Regions from separate parts of the Mus musculus genome. Here region 2 is linked to region 1. A link is a contact called in public Micro-C data. All regions are on one chromosome and are shown on one strand. The core of a region is the stretch at or near the end of the contact, and the rest is flanking DNA. Distances in the headings are between cores, read along the strand shown.

Region 1 (2,898 bases), core at 297-2,796:
AACCCCCCCAACGCACCCTAAAATAAAACTACAAACACAAAATTCATAAGTGGAAAGAACTTGCTTAAAAATAATCTGTCTCCTCTCTGTGTCTCTCCATGTTTGTCTCTCTCCCTCTGCCTCTGCCTCTCCCTGTCCTCCTCCTTGTCCCTCTCTTCTTTGATGCCCTGCGATTTCTTGTTGACCACTGGCTGGCACTGTTAGGTTCTGTTAGGTGCTGTTTTCTCTCTGTAGTGACCATCAACGGTCCTGAACACTGGTGTAAGAGTCCTGATTTCCAGGTCTCAGCAGGATCTTTAGCGGAAAGGCACCCTCCCTCCCTTTGACTTCATAAATAAATGTTCAACACTGGGGTGCCCTGGACCCCTGTCCTGGCTTATTATTTCCAGACATGAACTAGGGATAGGGAAATGTGGAGAAAAGTGGGCGGAATGCCGGGATGGGGTGGGTAAATAGGCAGAGGAGTAAAAAGACAATTCAGGGGCAGAGTGATGGGGGGAGTAGGAGAGGGCCACAGGGAAGAAAATCCCTGAGTAGCTCTCACAAGAGGAGTTCCTGTAAACAGGCAGTGCTGCCTCCCCCCTCGCGCATGTTTCTAGTACCAGAAGGACCTCATTAAAACACAGGGTCTAGATCAGCCAGCCCTCTGCCGCGTGTAGCTCCAATGCCTAAGGACCCTTCTTTGCCCAACCAGAACAGGGTAATCAATTAAATCTCAGCCCCTTATGGTAATGATGATAATAACGATAATCGCAGAATTATAGAACGCTTCCAAGCATTTTCCATTTAATAAGACACAAGGAAGTGCTGGTTGGCCGATGAACAGGCCCAAAGTCACCCCCAGTCACTGGGAAGTAAGGACAGAAGGCAGCAATCCATCCTGACCATTTGTCTCTAGGGTTCCTGCTCTCAAGCCCTGCACGGTAATTCTGTTTTGTTTTACTGGCCTCAAGGAGACAGGATTTCACACTTTCACTATGGTAAAGCAGCCCTGTTTTAGGGAACAGCCTTATGGATTCTCATTGGGGAATCCATTTTGCTAGGCTAAGATGACCCAATTGCATCAGGATCTCAAACCTTTGGATACCTGGATAAAGTCGGGAAAGAGGCTGAGGCCAGTGGTACTATTTCTCTTCCCAAGCACTACTTTCGGAGAGATAAACCTGGGAGCAGAAGCTGCCTGGGGACGTTCCCACCTGTGGAATGGGTCCAGAATGGATCTCTTTCTAGCTCTCCTCCCCGCCCTAGCCATCAATCAGCACGTTGATGGCCGTCGCCTTCCCAGTATTTTGGCTGCCACCTTGGTGCTCTCCTAAGCAGGTCCCAAAACCCAAGCCTGGGAAAGAGAGGTGGGGTTAGGGGGAGGGGGAGGGAGAGCCCGGTTGCGCGGCGCTGGCGACGCACGGGGCGGACGGGTCTCTCGTGCGGGGCTGCCAGGGGCCGCTCGGCTTCCCCCAAGAAGATGCAGCACAGCATATTTTGCACATGAGTTCAGAGGAAGAGGAAGTGTAGCGGGCGGACGCGCGGCGGAGGCGGCGGCGGCGGCGCGGGGTGGAGTGGGGGCGGCGGGGCTGGAATCAGAGCGCGCAGGGCGCAGAGCGCAGCGAGCGGGAGCGCGGCGGCCACTGGCTCTGGAGAGGTACCTGTGCGGCCAGCGCCGGAGGGACAGACGACAAGCGAGCGGCCGCGCCCCGCGCTCTGCCCCCACCCCCGGGGTCGCGTCGTCCGCGCGCCGCCCTGCTCTGCATGGCACAAACTTTCATCCCGGGACACAGCACGCTGTCTCCGCCCGCGCCACGGTCACCGCTGCTGGTCCCCTAAGGTAGGTGGGCGTGCGGCGGGCCGGCGAGGTGGCGCGCAGAGGCCTGGGTCGCTGGCTCTGCTGGCCCGGGATCCGGGTGAGCAGGCGACAGCTCCTCGTGGCACCTCGGGGGCTCCGGAGCTGTTAGGCGAGCCCCCTGGTGCAGGTCGCGTGGGGATGGGGACAGATCGATGGGACGCCAGATTCTGGGCCAACTTTTTTTCCCCCGATGAAGAGGGGGAAAAAAAGCAAAACAAACAAGCGAGAGAGCGTTGGGGTGAGAGGTCGCCTGCTGGGGGTCCTGGGCTTCGCAGGCGGAGGTCTGCTAGAAGGACGCGGAGGGGAGCTTGGAGGCTACAGGTGGGTCAGGACCCGGGGCCTTAGTGGGTACTGGGCCCGGAGCAGATGGGAGTTGCCACCGCCCACGTGCACCCGGAGACCTGGGCTCGACCCAGGGAAGAGGTGTGCGACTCTTGAGAGCAGGCAGGAGGGTACTCGGTGGAAATACTGAGAGCTAAATCCCAGGCACCAGAAATGGGGCTTTTCTCCTCTGAAAAGGGGATTTTTTTTCTTGCCTTGTTGTAACACACTTTTCTAGGCATGGGGCACACCAGGATGGGCATGGGGTCTGGGCGAGGAGGAGGGAGTGTGTATTTAAAGAAGCCTGACTGTCAGGCGAGTGCGCCAGGTCTACTGGCATCACTGTCTTTGGAGGCCAGAATCGCGCAGAGGGCAGGGTTAGCCCCGCGCGTGCTCCCTGATGCCTGTTGGCTGCTGGCTCTCAGCTGCCCCCTGTGGGCGGTGGGTGGTGTGAGTGAGTTTGTTTAGGGGCTTACAAACAAAAACTATTTTTTAAAAAGAATCTGGCACAGATCTTTGTATATGAGTGGCTGCCTAACTGCCCAGCAACAGACCCTCTGTTCATACAGCTGTTTTCAGAAGGGGCGCAGGGAGGTGGGGTGGGAGTGGGTGGTGGTGTTAAGGTCAGAACAGGTGTCTCCCAACGGCTACTATGGAGTGTCATCTCAGGATAAGCCTTTTCCAGGAAGGAAGCCCAGGGTGTAATGTGAGTGGCCTACAAACCCATGGGTAGGGCC
Region 2 (2,898 bases), core at 267-2,766, 320 kb before region 1:
CAGCACCAAAGTGGTCTGTTACACTAGATGGCTGCAGATGATGATAACCCAGAGGCACCTTCACAGTACTTGAGCATTTCTGAATTTCAAATACCACCAGTGTCAACTCTGTGCTGTTGGCACATTCTGACCTGTCTCCTAAGGGTTGTCAGCCACAAACAGGATGAGTTAGCACCAGACAGTACTCACTGGCCTGTCCTAAAAACTCCTTCATGTCTCAAAAAGCAACATTCCATATTTGCTCCATATTTGAACAAGCCAAATGGGCTGATCTGGCTCAAGGTTCTACTTTTCGTAGCTTATCAACTTTCTCTTTTCACTTCGAGTCACAAGAAATATTTTTATGTTGCAACTACACTGCAATGTTTGAAGGAAGCCACCATAAACTCTTAATGTCACCTCTTGAAATTTAAAATTCACAAAACAACTGGTGGCTTTCTAAATAGCACCATGAAAAACAAAACAAACAAAAACAAAAACAAGCAAAAACCATTCCAAAGAAACTTGCTAATTTGGAGAGGCCTGCTTATAGCAGCTAGGAAAGAATTAAATTGTGCGGAACTGTATTCTCTCAGAGCTTTTGAGGCTAAAAAAGAGGAAATCTGTGTTTATGTTCCCTTTCTCCGAGTAACTGAAGGAGAGGTATTTACATTCCCCAAATACAATCACTTGCAAGGGGCAACCAATTACCCAGTAGATTAGAAGAAATCTATTAAATAATATATGTTCATTGCCTGGGGTTTTGAGAAAATATTTTCACATGATCCCTGTCCTTTAAAATACAATAGAAACCTTACAGGGAGTGTGCCACCATGCTAAGCTGCCTCTGAAAAGCCTGTCCTACCCAGGCAGGTACAAGGCCATTTAATTCCAAGTCAATCTGGAGAGAGGTGACAGCCCCAAGTTGCTCTGGGGATGTCAGAGCACAGCACTCCTGCACACTCAGATCACCTCTCCATTCTTTCCCAATGCCATCAGCTTTCCAATCCCTGCTCCAGCACTCCAAACACCCCTACACCCTGGCTTCCCCTTCGCAGTGGGCTCATTTTGCATCGCCTCCTTCCGCCACAGCTTCTCCGGGGCGGGGAAAGCGAGCCCAAGGACGCGCGCGGGTCTCCTACTTACCTTGATGATGCTGCTCCGGCGGGGCAGGCCGCCCGGTTTGCTGTCCCTGGGGACCGGACCGGCAGCTGGGCTAGGGGTCCGCGCGAGCGCCACGCCTAGAGGTCCCCTGCCAGGGCTGGTCCGGGCTTCGTCCCCGGACACGCCGAGGCTGCAGTCTCCGTTGGAAACCCCGCCGCTGTCATAGCGCGCCCGCCCGTGGCCGAGGCGACCTCCCCCGCCACCACCTCCGCCTTCCCCGGCTCCGGCTTTCAGGGCGCCCTTGGCGCCTAGGGCCGGGCTCGGGGAGGTGGGCAGGGCCCCTCCTGCGGCGCCCCGGCCACACTCCGCCATGGGCGCCCCACGACCCGCCTGCACAAAGCCGCGTCCCCGCGTCCCCGCCGCCGCCGCCTCGGGCCGCTGCGCGCGGCCCCTCCTCCTCGCCGCCGCCGCCGCCTCGGCCGCTTCTTCCGCTTTTTCTTTTCTTTTTTTTTCTTTTTTTTTTTTTTCTTTCTCTTTTTGGTTGGGATGTGGCGCGTGCAGCGAGCTCGCCTCCGGCGCGAAGGACGTCGTGCAGGCGGAATTACCTCTGGGGTCCTGCCGGGGTCGGGGAGAGAGAGAGGAGAGAGGAGTCAGCTTGGGCGGCGGCGCCCCCGCTGCCGGCACCTGGGGAAGGAAAACACGCCCCGGCACACGCGCCGCTGCGGGCGCCAAAAATAACGCGCGCGCGCCAGCGCCCACCGCCGCGCGCCGCGTCCCCTCCGGCCCCGCGCTCACCGACGAGCGCCGCGTCCCCTCCGGCCCCGCGCTCACCGACGAGCTCGCGGCGGCGGGGCGCGAGGGACACGTGCGCCCACTCCGCGGCGCTGGCGACACGCGGAGGCGCGGCGCGCGGGGCTCCGGGGTTCCCGGCTCCGCCCAGGCCCGTCAGTCTCCCCCCCCCCCCCCACACCTTCAGGGCTCAGCCGAGGCCCAGGGCGGCTTCTGATGGCCCCCGGGCCCACCGCCACTTACCCGCGGCCATCGCCTCCCGGGCTTCGCGCTGCCCCCTACAGGCCGAGGGGACCCGTCCGGGCTCCGGGCACGGGCGTTGCGGTTGTGGTCGCTCTCCTAGGCCGGCTCAGCGAGGCGCACGCCACAGCCAGCTGTCAGTCACCTGAAGGCATCCCGAGGGGGACAGCGAACCCGCAGGCCGCGGGCGAGCTGAGGGTCCTGGGGCTGTGGTCTTGGCCGCTGCACCTCGCGTCCAGCTCCAGCCCTTCATTCGGAACCCGCTCCCTTCCCACCCTGCTCCCCCTGGGCTTCCTCAGTGGAGCAAACCCATTTCCCATACAGAAACCAATCCTCTTGCGTGTCCTTGGGCTGCTAAACTCAATGAGCACGACAGGTTGCCAGGATCTGGGGTAGGGATGGCATGGCTGGCAGGCGTTGAGAGACAGAAGACCTCCGCAGAGTTTATTTGGTGCCTCTGGGTTGTCCCACGGAGGTTTATCATTGTAGTCTGTGTCTTTCCTAAACCTGACACTAGAGAGACTTGCTTGTTCAACCCCTAGTGGGTACCATCCAAATCAGGACCATCGTTTGGGACAGGATCAAAAATCAATGATTAACATGTCGCTCTCATATGCAAATACTTTCCTTAAACCTCCATTCCTGGAGCCAAGGAAGAACGCAGGGCCACTGTGTAGCCTGGCAGAGCCATTGGCAGAAGAGCAGGACGAGTGCACTGTGTGGTACCAGAGGCTCCACCCACCTCCCCAACCCAGCCACCCTGAGGTCCAGTTTCATGCCTGGTTC

What was found. A called contact is a pair of places that touch in the nucleus more often than the background predicts.
Region 2: a Micro-C map of embryonic stem cells shows a contact between it and region 1, with 4 times the contacts expected there. The contact joins the promoter of Plcl2 here to the promoter of Rftn1 in region 1. A contact is called at or near these places in 1 of 39 promoter capture datasets (pre-B cells) and 8 of 484 Hi-C or Micro-C datasets (B cells, the N1E-115 cell line, embryonic stem cells and 1 more).

The regions. Positions count from the first base shown.
Region 1 is chr17:50,189,145-50,192,042 of GRCm38.p6, reverse strand. It overlaps Rftn1 (raftlin lipid raft linker 1), which reads left to right and starts at 1,546. Exons shown (of 10, transcript NM_181397.2): 1 at 1,546-1,822.
Region 2 is chr17:50,508,165-50,511,062 of GRCm38.p6, reverse strand. Plcl2 (phospholipase C-like 2) reads right to left here and starts at 1,516. Exons shown (of 6, transcript NM_013880.3): 1 at 1,126-1,516. The coding sequence starts at 1,455.